2 separate regions of the Mus musculus genome follow, and region 1 is linked to region 2. Evidence: chromatin contacts called from public Hi-C data. All regions are on one chromosome and are shown on one strand. The core of a region is the stretch at or near the end of the contact, and the rest is flanking DNA. Distances in the headings are between cores, read along the strand shown. Region 1 holds the start of Shisal1 (shisa like 1). Region 2 has its middle 14 kb from the start of Gm33966.

What was found. Hi-C and Micro-C count contacts between places; a contact is called where the count stands out from the background.
Region 1: a Hi-C map of the N1E-115 cell line shows a contact between it and region 2, with 2.9 times the contacts expected there. The contact joins the promoter of Shisal1 here to the enhancer-like site in region 2. A contact is called at or near these places in 17 of 39 promoter capture datasets (the 3T3-L1 cell line, 3T3-L1-derived adipocytes, the C10 cell line and 13 more), 2 of 15 datasets of contacts at CTCF or cohesin (large pre-B cells and pro-B cells), 7 of 484 Hi-C or Micro-C datasets (the HL-1 cell line, the HPC-7 cell line, the N1E-115 cell line and 4 more), 8 of 115 datasets of contacts at active chromatin or transcription factors (SST interneurons, embryonic forebrain, embryonic hindbrain and 4 more) and 1 of 9 other capture datasets (liver).

The regions. Positions count from the first base shown.
Region 1 is chr15:84,442,778-84,449,806 of GRCm38.p6, forward strand. It overlaps Shisal1 (shisa like 1), which reads right to left and starts at 3,797. Exons shown (of 5, transcript NM_001374162.1): 1 at 3,585-3,797. It overlaps Gm33830 (a long non-coding RNA gene), which reads left to right and starts at 2,498. Exons shown (of 3, transcript XR_384293.3): 1 at 2,498-2,686; 2 at 4,974-5,086.
Region 2 is chr15:84,521,477-84,528,568 of GRCm38.p6, forward strand. No RefSeq gene overlaps it. Among named protein-coding and RNA genes, the nearest start is that of Gm33966, 14 kb to the left of the region's middle. Within about 2 kb of position 5,510, at least 12 of the 459 cell types and tissues checked have an H3K27ac peak or open chromatin away from gene starts, as enhancers often do. A contact at or near this core is called in the N1E-115 cell line and oligodendrocyte precursor cells, where this site is marked.

The DNA.
Region 1 (7,029 bases), core at 2,547-5,046, 80 kb before region 2:
CCAGCTTCAGTTGTCAGTGTCTCCAACACTTACCAAGGCAAGGTGTCTCCAACCTGCCTGGGACAGGCTAAGTCAAGCCACCCAGAGAAGGTCCCTGAATATCCTCAAAGGAAGGGAATGGGCTGATGAGTGTGTCTATGGAGGTAACATCAGCAGGACTGGGGCAGCTGGCACAGCCAGGGCCCAGTTAGAGATGGTCTGTTCAGACAGCCAATGCTGAATGAGAACCTGACCCTGTTTCTAGATGGAGCTTCCTAGGAGGTAACTCTGAGCAGGTTCCTGCTACTATCCCATGGGGGTCTCGTCTAAAAGCGGCCCCAGCAATGGGATGTGATGAGCTTGCTAGAAGGAGAGAAGGGCAGAAAAGGAGGAGAAAGAGACAGGACCTCATCCACCAGCCCTATGAGCAGCCCCTACAGGGCAAGGAGCATACAACGCACCAGGGAAGTGTGACCCAGCACAGGCAGGACGACCTCCTCACTCACCCCAGCCCCTGAGCTTCTAGAACCCACTGTATAGGACAGCGGCTGAGAAATAAGGTTCCACTATGCCTAGGGATTGCCATAGCAATGGAGGATGAGTTAACAGAGGTCAAGTACAGGAAGATAATATCTTCCAGCACAAGAAGAGTCATATTCTGAGACCATCCTGAGTTAAGCCAAGAGATTATTACCGGCAAGAAGATGACAACGACGCCCCCACGCCTCAGTGGTCACACAGGGTCTGCAAAGCCAACTCCTTTCTCTCCCAGAGGGTCAAAGGCTGAGTTCCGGACAATGTGGCCTGGTCCTCAGTAGCAGGGTCACACTGAGCTTTCATTAGCTGCCTCTCCTACAACAGGTCCCTCCATGTGTACATAAGAACCAGCAAATGTACCCTTGGGGGCTCGTGTGTATGAGAGTCGGTAGGACTCCAGGCACAAGGCTGGGAGCTCTGCTCTGAACAATGGTCCTGTGTGCAGCCTCACGGAATCCCATCGCTGCAGGCACAGCCTAGAGTCTGTGTCAGCGAAGTCCCTTCCTGCAGGCACCAGCAGCTGACACGGACAGGCCTAGAGTCCACCTGCCGCCTTCCCCCAGAAGCCAGGCCCCAGGCAGCGGGCAGCAGGAGTGGGGCTGGCCAAGGGTTACATTTGTGCTAGAGGGGCACATTCCTTCCTCCGGGCGCCTCTCCTCTGTGCTCCACTGTGGGAGCTTTGAGCATTAGCAAGCTTTCTTTTCTCACTGACCACCCCCTACATCTATCTTCATCTCCATCCCTAGACTTAAGATACAGTGGTTGTCGGTTGTTAGGGCCCTCCTGGGTCACCTCCTGATGCTGTCCTGTAGCCTCCCAGCCCTGCCTGGCCAAGGAGGGGCTGCCCCCTCCTCACTGCCTGCAACTTTGCTGTGGAGAGTTAGTTTATCTCCCTTTAAACTGACCCACAGCTCTTGCGACCCTACCCTCTACAGTGTGCCCACCTCTTGTGCCCCAGCAGGCTCAGCAGGGCCTCTCCTCAGCTGCTTCCTCCAGAGCGACCAAGGCCCAGGCACTGCCCCCGGGGCCACTAAAGAAGGGCAGGGCGAGAGCAGTGGATGGACAGATGGATGACAGGTGATGGGGGAGTGGCCTTCAGCTGCTTTCCTTTTGGACAGGTCCCAGCCGCTTTCTTTTTCTCTCTCGCCTCCATAAAAGGCTGAGCAAGCAGAAATGCTCCCAACCCCAACCATGCCCCTCCTTCCTGCCCAGTTGTCCCAACAAGCTCCAAGCTGGATGGCCCAGGACAGCGGGGTTGCTGCTCCCAGAAACATTCCCCCCTCTCACTCCTAGTCTGCCAGTTTTGTGTCCACCTTGACAGAAACCTGAGTCAGCACAGGAACCCAGAGTGACTGTGAAGTCAACGCTATCATTCCCCCACCCCCACCCCACCCCCACCCACCCTGGCTGGCCAGCAGTGGTGGCTCCTGTCTGTAATCCCAGCCCTTTTGAGGCTGAAGCAGGAGGATCACAGTGAATTTAAAGCTCTTCTGAGCTACATCATGAGTTCTAGGCCATCCTGTCTTACAATGTGAAATCATTGTTTCAATAAAACAAAACAAAACAAAAACTAAACTAAAACAAATTTTAAAAAGGAAATCCTGATCTGATGCTTTTGGCTTAGCTTGAGCCTAGAGGCTCCGGGGCTGCTGGGTAACAAAACTTTCTAGCCAGCCCTGTTCCAGATTCCACCTCTACCAGGATGGGCCCAGGAGGAAAGAAAAGATCTTTTTAGGGAGGTCTTAGCATTAGGGGAAAACCTAGGCTCTGGGCAGCCCTGACCAGCCTGAGTTGATACCAGGGACCAAAGTCTGGTTTCAGAGTCTGGTTCCAAAGGACATTTCCAATTAGCCCCTTCAGCGGTCAGGGGTAGACAATCTCAAAGGTTCCCAGGCACCTTTGGGCGGTTGGGATCAAGCAAGAGAACAAAGGGATGGAAAGGGGGGTGGGGGGAAGTTCTGGGTTGGCTGGCTCTGGGAGGAGCCCAACGTGAAGTCACAGTCTCAGAGTGTCAGTGGCCAAGGCATCTTAGAAAGCATCCTGAGACTCGGGTCCAGAGGCCCGCCTGGGGTCACACAGCCCATAGCAACTTGATCGGGCTTGGCTTCTCGCTTCGCCCTGGGTTACAGCAGCCTCTGCTGATGGGAACCAACCCCCTTCTATCTTAGAGGTGAGGAGACCGGTTCAGAGGAGTTGAGAGCCCTGCTCAAGGTCACACAGCCTCAAGAGAGGTCCCTCTAGTTTCCCACGCAAAGCACTTTTCTCTTCCTATGCCAGGCTGGGGTTCCCTGGCAGGAGCACCCACTAAATCCAGGGCACCAGAAAACAGAAAAGTCGTGTGTGTGTGTGTGGGGGGGGGGGGGTTAAGGATGCTTAAATGTAAATACTCTCGGGACAAATTATGTAAGTCCGGTTCCCGGTCCCTCCATGGCCCCAGGGGTACAACTGGGGCAGTAAATACCCACTTCAGCACCTACCCGGGGACCCTAGCCTGGGGGACCCCGTCAAGAATCAGACTCTGCTTGGCCCATCAGGCAGTCGGCGCTGCTCCTTCCAAGGAGAACAGTTGGAGGCGCCAGGATGCGCTGCCCCCCTTTCGTCTTTTCCCCCTCTGGCTGGATAAGAAATACTAATACTAATAATGATAATAATAATTAGAATAAATAGAACCCTAAGACGCTGGGGTCTCGTTGCTATGACAACAGTAGGCACTAATGAGCTTTTCGGAGGCCGCTGCCGGGCCACCCAGCCCCGGGCGCGGGATTACTATGGATCGGGCCCTGGGAGGCGGCGGCAGCGGAGCCTCGGGGTTCCCGATGTCGCCGAACAGGAACCCAGGGCATCCAAGCGTCTCCCAGCGCGGCTCCAGAGCCCTGCCCCACGCGCACTGGCTCCCCAGCCGTCCGCGCTCCGCAGCGACTCCCAGCCTGGTCCCGCTGCTGTCCCCCGCTGTCGCCCGGTCCTGGCGACCACCACCTCGCCCCGTTCCGGCTCCCCCGACGCCGTCCTGCCCGCGATCCTCAGCACTGCGTGGACCCAGCAGCCCCGCAGCCCCGCGCCCCGCTCACCTCGTGCCCGCGCCGGTCGCTCCTCGCTATGTAGCCCGGAGCCGGCGCCCGCGGGAGCCGCCTGCAGGGGCGCGGGGCTGCCCACGCGCGCCGCCGCAACAGTTGTCCGCCAGGCTGCGGGCGCGTGGGGCTCCGGGGCTCCGGCCGCGCTCCGCCCGCTGCGCCCCACGCGCGTCCCGCGCCGCGTTCAGCTCGGCCGCCGCGCCCTCTGCTGCCCCGCGCCGGTTCGGCCTGCGCTTCTCTCTCTCTCTTCTCTCTCTCTTCTCTCTCTCTCTCTCTCTCTCTCTCTCTCTCTCTCTCTCTCTCTCTCTCCCTTCCCCCCTCCCCGCGCGTCCCAGTCGCTTCTCTTCTCCACCTTGCTTTTGCTCCGCCTTTGTTTTTTCTCCATCTCTTTCTCTCCTGCCTTTCTCCTCACCCTCCGTTTTCTTTCCTCTCATCCTTCACTTTCTTCTTGGCTTTTTACTTTTCTCTTCCCCACTCCGTCTCCCCCACCTCCTTTTCCAGTTTTTTTCTTCTCCCTTCCCTCCTCGCGCCCCCCCCACCCCCACCCCCACCCCCCCCCCCGCTTCCCAACCTCCACCAGAGGGTTCTCCTCAATCTCCCCCATCTCCTTTCCACCTGCTCCCCAGCTTGGTACCTGCTCCGAAGGACGCCAGGCACCAGCAACTGCCTGCAGGGATGCAGCCTCTCCTTACGGGTGGACAGATCCCTGCCCCGTGCAGCCCGCGACACTCTGCCCCACCCACCCTGTGCATCTCCCCAGCTCTGGCTGGGAGATCTATTCTGCTAGCCACCCCTGAGGCAGGCAGTCAAGGGCAGGGACAGACTTGGTTTGCGTTTTCCCAGCCTGCTAGACCTGGGTTTAAACCTTCACCCCATGTCTCATTCTCCCCATCACACCCCTAGTTCTGACTTCACCCCCATTTCATGGCTGACCTGCGGGTACCTGACTCCATCCTCACACTTGTGGGTCTACATTTCCCCATTGCTTGGACAACCTCGGAAAGTCCTGTGGGAGCATGTGGCAACCCAGCATTCCTCCCAGGGGACAGTCAGGATGGAGCTTCTTCACTGAATAGAGAATACCCTTGAGTATCCGGAAAAGCAGACCCCTCCCCCAAGAGCCACCCCTCCAGGCCCAACTGCTGCCACCCACATTTTGGGGTCACCTTTGACTTCTGAGACCTCAATGGAACCTCAAGGAAAAGGGAGCCGAGCACTCGATACTCTGAACTTAACTTCTTGCCATGGCACTGAGTGGTTCCTTTGGACTCTGCTGACAGACAACCAGGCTCAGAGATGTTGAGAAAGCACCTCAGGGGCATACAGCTGACAAGAGGCAGAGTCAAAGCTCACACTGAAGCCCAAGCATCTCTGTCTCCTCCACAGGTGCCTCGTTGACACGGAGGGATTCTGCCAGAACAGACTTCTTCCTCTTTCACTGCAGGCTCTTGAACCCCATGGGATGCTGGAACCTGCCTGGCTCTTTGCTGCTTTCGAGGGTAAGGGGCTCAGGGAGGCACCAGCTGGGGAGAACCAGTGTTTTCTCTCACCCAAGCCTGTGCAGGTAAGGGGTTCTGGTTCCCACATCACAGCATCCAGGCTCTGGTTCCCTTCATGGACATAGCCTGGGCTAACCTACTGGGCCCACCTGAGACTGGGGATGCCCATGGGAACTACTTCAGCCAATGGCCAGGGCACCAAAGCTGCCAAGATAGGTAAGGCCAGGCTCTGGAGAGGGCCAGAGGGTAGGCAGAGCCTGCTTGGTAATTGGGGGAGGGCAAGAAGTGTGTGTGTGTGTGTGTGTGTGTGTGTGTGTGTGTGTGTGTGGTGTGATTCCTCAGCACTCAGGGTCATGGACACAAACCAAAGCAGTTCTGTGTTCCTTCTTGCTGATGCAAACCTTCCAAAGAGGAAGTTGAGGAAGACCCTACTTCAGCTGAGGTCAAAGACAGAGACAGGGTGCTCCTCTGAGTCCTCTGTCTCACGCCATGTCAGTGTGGGGGACCACACAAATCGAAGCAACTTCAGGTCTTGGTAGGAGCAGGGTTAGGTGAGCTGGGTTCTCTGGCTCCCATTGAGACCCTGGTCCCAAGATCTCTGCAGTGAAGGCCAGTCCAGAGACACTCTAGTGTGGACAGCAAGGAAGCAGGTCAGGCTGGGAGAAGTGGGGTGTAGTGTGGGATACCCTGTGTGACATCTGATACGTGTGTGTTAGGCATGGGTATTGTGCAGTAGATGTTGTGTGTGTTGTGTCTGTGTTATATGCTATGCGTGTGTCTCATCTGTATATGTGTTGTATGGCATGGTCTGGAGTGTTTGCATGTGTTAGGTGTCATGGGACATGTGTATGGTGTGTGTGGTGTGTGCAGGGAGCCGAATGTAGCCTGCTTTGTATGTGTGTGTGCTGTGGCTGTGGGTAGCATGTTTTCTGTGTGTACATGGGTGGTGTGAATTGGATGAATGTCATGGTGTAGATCACGGTATCTGGGGGGATGCATCAACAGATATTCAGACACAAAGGGTGTATGGGATGTATGGATGTCTCACTTTGCCTGGCATTCCCACGTGGCCTCCATGCATGGCGTGTCTGTGTGCATCCCCACACGTGAGGAAGGCTGTCTTGGCGAGAGGGATCTGTGTATGGTGGCTTCTGGGAGGAGTTCCCTCCATCCCTCCAACACTGATGCTAAGCAGTCTCATGTTGTAATGAGTGTGTGCACCTGAGGACATGGTGGCTAGTGACCACTGATGCCCTGCCTCTGGCCAGCCCAATTCCGCAGGACACAGCCCAAGCCCCTGTCTCCTCCCTTGACTACTTCCTCTGCAGGCAGCCTGTGCCACCCACACTGAGGCCAGCATGGGCACATAAGGTCCCTCATACCTCCCTACACATGTACTTTCTCCACAATTACAGGGCCCGATTCTGCTTGCATCCCATTGCCCAGGTATCCCTCCTCTAAGGTACAAAATTCTTTAGCATCAGTTTCCTCATTTGTAAAGTAGGATGACCACCAGGACCAGCAAGAAGATCAATGGCAGACCGTATCATTAGGCCAACAAGCAAGTGCTGGTTTAGTGGGTCCTTGGTCCTGCCAATGCCTTCTTGTCCTCTAGGGGGAAGGAGGTCCTATCATTTGTGTAGCCCCACTCCATTTCCCTTCTTCTTGCCACTGCATCCCAGTGCCCTGTGGTTGTTTTAACAATGACCACGCTAGGAAGCCTATTCCACTCCCCACAGTTCTGAAGTTATATTTCCCTGGATCAAGGTGTGTCTGAGGCCATATTTCCCTGAGGGCTCAATGAGACGGCCCTTGCTACAGCTTCAGTCCAGCTGACCCCAGTATCCTTCAGTGGTGGCTATACTGCTGCAGCTGTATTGCTGTACCAGGGGCCACCCCAACTATCCCTGTTAACTCCCATCTCAGTACCTTAAACTTCAATG
Region 2 (7,092 bases), core at 4,260-6,759:
GGGATCCAAGTCGTATACTTCCTGAGACCCCCCAGCTTTGGAGCTGGTACCAGGGCCCTATACTAGGTGGCTTGTGTGACTGTCAGGGTAACTGCAGTTGTCATCTTGCTATACCTGTGTACCCATAAGCTGTCCCACTGTACCAACTCTCTGGAGCCTGGTCTGCACATCTGTCTCCCAGGCATCTGACTCACATGTTCCCAGGAACATGGAAGGCATCCAAGCCTAGATCTGTCTGGTCCTACAGATAGAGCTGGCCTCCTGTCTCTGCTTACACATGCCCAGCCAGACTTGGTCTCCTAAGCCGGTGCCCGGGGGTGGAGGTTGATGCTTGGGGTGGGGGGTTGGCACCCCTTTACATTCAGACCATCCCGGGAGCATCCTCTAAGCAGCATGACCTTGGAGGATGAGTGAAAGTCTCTGCGCCAAAACTGCTCATTTGCATAATGGAGAAAAGAATAAGACCCTTGGGGCTGCTAAGGGGGTGGGGAAAGCTGTGCGACTTTTACTGATTAGAAGAATCTGTATAAACACTCTGGGTTCAATCGGGGGCTCCTAAACCCTTTGGGGAGGCAAACACCATCCCCAGGGCTCCCCGCGTTACCCATTTCTCCCACTAAGCCAAGTCATCTAAGCTACATAGGCCTCTGCTTCACAGGACAAAACAGACACAGGGAGGACAGGAACACGAGGGATGTCACAGACCCCTGTGTGACCCCTGCTGTGAGCTTGGGGACAATCTTTGCCCCTCTCAGAATCAGTTCCTACTCAGCTAGATTAGTCGTAGCTCTAAGAGAGACACTGGGCCTTAGGATGGCCTGATAGCTTATATACCCTAGTGACCAGCCAGGAGAAGACCTACCTGGGATAGCCTCTCCCCAGGACTGCAGCCTGAACTGTCACTAAGCAAGACCAGCCTGGTCAGCTGAATCTCAAGTACAAGAATGAGGTGGTCACCTGGGTGAGCTGCCCCAGTTGGGGGTCCTGCTAAGCTGACTTACTTTGGTTGAAATGGACTGATCTATTCTCTGAGCTTTGTCCCTTTATAAAACACAGAGATGAGTCAATGCACACAGGCAGAGCCCTGGAGAAAGAAGGGACAGCCTGAAAGTGCTAGGCTCATGTGAAGCTTGGAGTCCTTGAGGCACACTGCATGAGCAGTCACCCCATCACCTCCAGATCTGCTCTGTCTATCAGTTGGCCAACCTGTCTCCACACCTATCGGCTAGCCGACCTGTCTCCACGCCCAGAGTCTGCCCAGCACCATGCTATGGACAGCATTTTTTCTACATCACTTTGCATACTGTGATCCTGACTTTCGGAGCATTGCTTGGGGTCAGCTTGCTCTTAAACCTGGAACAAACCCTCTGGTGCCTCCTTGTTGTCCCCACGATCCATGAGGTCACCTCGAATGGGGAGAAGCAGGCAGATGCTGGTGTTCTCTCTCCACTCACCTGCATTTGCCCTGAAGCCAATGTCCAGGCTTGGGGCTGGGGACATGTGACCTTAGCAGAATAGGAAGGGATAAGAGCAAGGCTGGTCACTCCCACATCAGCACACAGGGGGCCCATGTCACCGGCTGGCAAGCCAATGTAGCATCAGCAAGCACTGGACAGGGAAATAGATATAACCAAAGGACCATAAAAGAGGAGTCAGGAAGGATACCTGTGAGTCAGACTGGACCTTTGCCCTCTGCAGCAGCAGGGTACATCAGCAGGGCACACCACCCTCCAGGAACACACAGGCACAGACAACAGGAGCAGAGGCCCCTGCTCACGCCAGCCTCTGCCGCTGCAACACAAGGACACTGAAGTGCAGAAGGAAATCGCACTGCCTCTGCCAGGCCGCCACCTTTCTCTACCCAGATCAAGCATCTGGAGAAGGCCAGAGTGCCAGCCTCTGCCATTATAGTCACAGTCTTGTCCAGCTGCCCTGTCCCAGTCCCAGAAACTAACCACCCACTCTGAGGACAGGCTGGAACAGATAGTGACAGCAGTGAGTCACAGTTGCATGAGAGACAGCCATAGAGTGACCTTTTTCGGTGCGGGGACAAGTACTGTTCTAGACTGTGATGACTCTCTGTCTGGGCAAGAATGTTGTTTCTGATTCTGTCCACCAGTGACTAGTCCCTGCCAACCCAATCACTGCGCAAGTCAGGAGGCCAAACCCTCCTTCAATTAGGTTAAAGTAGGGAAGCACTGTATCCCTACTAAGTGCCAGGCTCCCTCCTAAGCTCTGTATTGAGCTTGCTACCTGTCCAGATGTTTTTACACACTAGGTATTGCTGTGCCCACTTCACTGAAAGGCAAGCTCAGCCCTGAAGACATGCAACCCCTTGCCCAGAGTCAGGAAGCAGCATGGGACCCAAGATCCCATCCCCAGCCCCAATATTCATCATCTATCAGTTCATTCATTTGTTGTTCCGGTTTTGTAAGACAGGGTCTTACTATGTAGCCCAGGCTAGCTTTAAGCTTGTGATTTTCCTCTTCCAGTCCCCTGAGTGCGGAGGTGAGAGGTGGGTGGCACCATCACCCATTGTTCATTCATTAGTCCTTGATTGTCCGGTCTTTGCCAGATATACTTGTAAGACTGGAAAGCTTATATTCAAGTTGCCAGGCCATGCTGGTGCAGTGTGACTACTATACCCTGAGTTAGCAGCATGTGTTGTGGAGGAGGTTGGTCTCATTCTGACTTGTCATTGCTCAGACATTAGCTATCGGTATGAGGAACATCACTGTCCAAGCAGGGAGAGTGACTACCTCCAGAACAAGGGTCCTGTACATCCGTTCCCGAACAACCTGCTGTAGCTAGAGCAAGAAGAAAAGAGGAGGTGTGCTTGGCTCCTGGTTCTGGGGATTTCATAGAGGATGGTAGCAGAGGCTAGATGAGGCATGGGGCTTCCAACACTGAGAGATACAGGGGAGGGGGCTGCAGTGTGTGGTTAGAATGTTCCCCAAAGGCCCCTTGGTTTGGTGCCTTGGTGATCAGCCCCTGGTGTTACTGGGAGGTTCTAGAACATTAAGAGGTGGGACCAAGTGTAAGAAAGTCAGATTGTTGTTGGCAAACCTCTACAGGAGTATTAAATACTGGCCCCTTGGATAAGGCTACTGTTATAGTCTCCCAGGCACTTAACCTGGGTGGGGAAGGGCAGTGGCCTAGTAGAGGCTGTATAAACAGGGACCTCTGCTCCTGCCATCTGCCCCTCTGTGTTCCTGGAGAGTACTGGGTACCACAGTGTGGCTCATGGAGAGGATGCTGGGTACCACAGTGTGGCTCATGGAGAGGATGCTGGGTACCACAGTGTGGACCATGGAGAGGATGCTGGGTACCACAGTGTGGCTCATGGAGAGGATGCTGGGTACCATAGTGTGGCTCATGGAGAGGATGCTGGGTACCACAGTGTGGACCATGGAGAGGATGCTGGGCACCACAGTGTGGCTCATGGAGAGGATGCTGGGTACCACAGTGTGGCTCATGGAGAGGATGCTGGGTACCACAGTGTGGACCATGGAGAGGATGCTGGGTACCACAGTGTGGCTCATGGAGAGGATGCTGGGTACCATAGTGTGGCTCATGGAGAGGATGCTGGGTACCACAGTGTGGCTCATGGAGAGGATGCTGGGTACCACAGTGTGGCTCATGGAGAGGATGCTGGGTACCACAGTGTGGCTCTAGAATAGTACCTCCTGGAACTTTCCCTCCTCTAGTCTACCTCTGCCCACACATCTACCCTCAGGGACCTCATCCAGGCGCCAGGGACCAATCCCTCTTGTCAGTGAACCTATTACATCAATCAAGAGAGGTCACACTGGCCCTACCAGAGTTTGTGGCTATGCCTAGGAGCTGTGACACTTTCCTGCCCCATGCCCATAGCCACAGTCTGTGTGCTCATCTCATGAGGACCACAGTGGGGGGTTCAGTTAATTGGATCTGTTCTGGGTAAGATGGTTACCTCCCCCAACCCCAGCTTATTAATCAGCTTCCTGGCCCGTCACTGGTGCTGCCTGTAATTGGAGGGAGATGGCAGCAGGCAGGCAGAGGTGGTGGCTGTGTTGTTCCAGCCCACACTCTTGCCAACCTCAGGCACAGCCTGGGCAGTCTTGACTCCTTCTCCACTGGGGCCTGGGTGGTACAGTCCTGTACCACTTAGCCTTGAGCGCCCTCTAAGACCTAGAATCATCTCACTAAGCAGCCTCAGCTCAGAGCCAGCCACAGAGGATAGGAATTGACAGACTGCCACTGAACTGGACTGCACACAGTAAGGCCGGGCTAAAGCTGGACTGTCATTCCTCCTGTGAGACATCCGTGTCCTCCCCAGGCCAGGCAGAGGCACCACTGATAAGTCTATTTTCCTCTTAAGTTAGTTTGAATTGGGTCTCTTTCATACAATCTAAAGAGTCTAGACAGGCCACCCACGGGGACTCAAAACTTAATTGCATTCGACTTAACTCTGTATATCAACAAGGGCACATGCGACTCAGAGAGTCATTGGAGGACACTGTTGGGAAAACCCAGAGCAAGGGGCCTTATTCCTATCCCTCCCGAGGACGGGGTCTCTTTGCCCAGTGCTCTTGAAAACAGCCTCAGCACCATACAGTCTGCACCCACTACAGGTACAATTGCCAATATGAACCAAGTCCAAGGCCAGAAAGATGGAACACACTGATCTGGTCACTTGATCCACGAGAACCCCACTGCCCTCTGAGAGAATCACAGACAGATGGAGTGGTCAGATCTAATGACATTGAGAGCCAGTCAAGCCTTGCAGACACCATTCCGTGGGCCATGTCAGCCTTGGAAGTTGATTTCTCTACAGTTCTTACACTTTCCTATAGTTCTCCTCTACACTCTGCAAAAGTCCTTCCAGACCAGAGGGAAGGGCTGCCAAGGTCCCTGGGATAGAGAGCCTGGAGCCAGCCGCAGGCCTGGCACAGACACTGGTCTCTCTCTTTGGGTCAGAATCATTGTCTTTACATGGGCATGAGCAGCTTTGGCTGTTCTTGGAAGGAAGAAGAATCCGTATGAATGTTGGGTGGCCAGGGGTGGACTATACTGAGCAAGTGCTAGTCAGCATCTAACTCTCATCTTCCTCTTGACCGTTTGTGTCCATCTGGGAGGTGCGGGGATGGGAAGAGGGGTCAAGGAACCTGCTTTATTCTCAGGGCCAGGGCTTCATCTTCACACCCAGCTAGCCTCACTCACAGACATCCCAGGAGCCCTCACACTCAGGTGCCCTCATAACTCAGAGATTCACACCCGAGGGGCCTCACACCCAGATGCACTCACATCCAGGAGTCTTCACACCCCAGAAGCCTCTCATACCCAGAAGTGTTACACTTAGAAGCCCCCATGCCCAAGAGCCCTCACACCCGGCTTCAAGAGTGGGCTTGAGTCTAGGGAACCTCAAAGCTCACTGGCATGACCAGAGCATCACCCAGAGAGCTCCATGCCAGGCATTGGCAGGCTGCTCGTTTTCCCACAGGTCTCTGTAACAGCGCTGCGAGATCCTTTAAGACGGATCACTGTTCAAACCACACAACAGCCTCTCTGTTATCTCAGCGTAACCAGCCTCCACGGGGTGATAAACAGCCCCGAATTGAATCGTTCCTTCTGCAAATTAAACTCTGTGGGGCCGGAGGACTGCCATTACCTTAATTATATTCCAGAATTTTCCATTCATCTCTTGACTGCCGCTGCAGGTCCCATGTGGATCTGTCCGTGGACAGTGATGGACGGGCAGTCCTGGAGCCAGCAGCTGGCGATGTCCCCCTCGTGGCTGTCTCTGCAAGAGGCTCTGAGCAGCCTCAGGACTCTGCCTCTCTTCATCCTGATTCAGTCTCTGAGATGAATCACCTTCCCAGCATTTCAGCCTTCCTTCTAAATGCACATGGGTTTTGGTCTTCGGGTTCGCAGCCAAGGGCCGGCAGTCCTGGGACACCATTTGCATTATCGTCTGCTTCTGGCATCAACACACTACTACATCATTATGGCCCATTTTGTTTTGTGTTGTTGTTGTTTTGTTGTGATTTTGAGGCAGGGTCTTACTATGTATCCCTGACTGGCCTCAGACTCACTGTGTAGACAAGGCTGGCCTTTAACTCTGAGTACTGGGATTAAAGGTGTGTGCTACCCAGCACTGCTCATTACAGTCTGCTTTTAAACCCAGAAAAGGGATGGAACTGACTGAAGCCCCGAAGCAGTACCTGCGTGTGGGGCTGGGTCCAGGGCTGGTACCATACCACATAGCTGGCCCGCTCTTGGACTTCAAAGCCTACACCTAAGGATCTTACCTGAGAGGAAAGGAAAGGTGTCTGCGTCCACCCACCAGCTCCCACAAGGCTCCCAGCAGCTGGTGAAAGGGCCCAGCAAGCTTAAGTGGCTGACACTCAGAGAGGGTGCTGGGTAACACAGACTGATATCCACACATCTGCTCACAAGTTCCGTGTGCAAGCCAGTCTCCATAATGGGTGACAACCATGCCCGTATTTCATTAAAAGACGATTACAGATGGTCCTTGACTTTGAATGCTTCCACTTGGATGGCATTGACTTTGCAGGGTGAGGGAGCAGTGTGTATTCCTTAGAAGCTATGCTTCTGAGGTTTGGTGGGTTTAGGGGCTAGGGATCTGGGGTTCAACATCCTCCCTTTAGCCAGATATAGCTCCCTGGAGTCCCACAAGCACAGCCAGTGTCCCCCATATGCCTTGTGCTGTGTTCCTTGCCGGGCTAGGTAGATTTAATCCATTTACAGTTCACAATGGGCTTGTCAGGGCATGACCCCATCATATACGAAGCACAGCATACACACACACACACACACACACACACACACACACATCAATAGAAAAAACTTGGCAGAAGAGTCACCAGTTTATAGACAGCAATTCCTGAGTCTCCCTTTCCAGGGTCTCTGGAGGGCTGACTCTCATTAGCCTCTGGATCGACAACCTCCCATGCTTTTTGTCCAAGTGGCTTAACCAGTTCCCTAATGCACCAGAGTTCTGTCACAGAGTCCCCACAGAGCCCTCCAGGTTCACTCTCTCCCATTTGATGAAGTCTCTGCTAAGCTTGGACCCTGCATACAGTCTCCTGC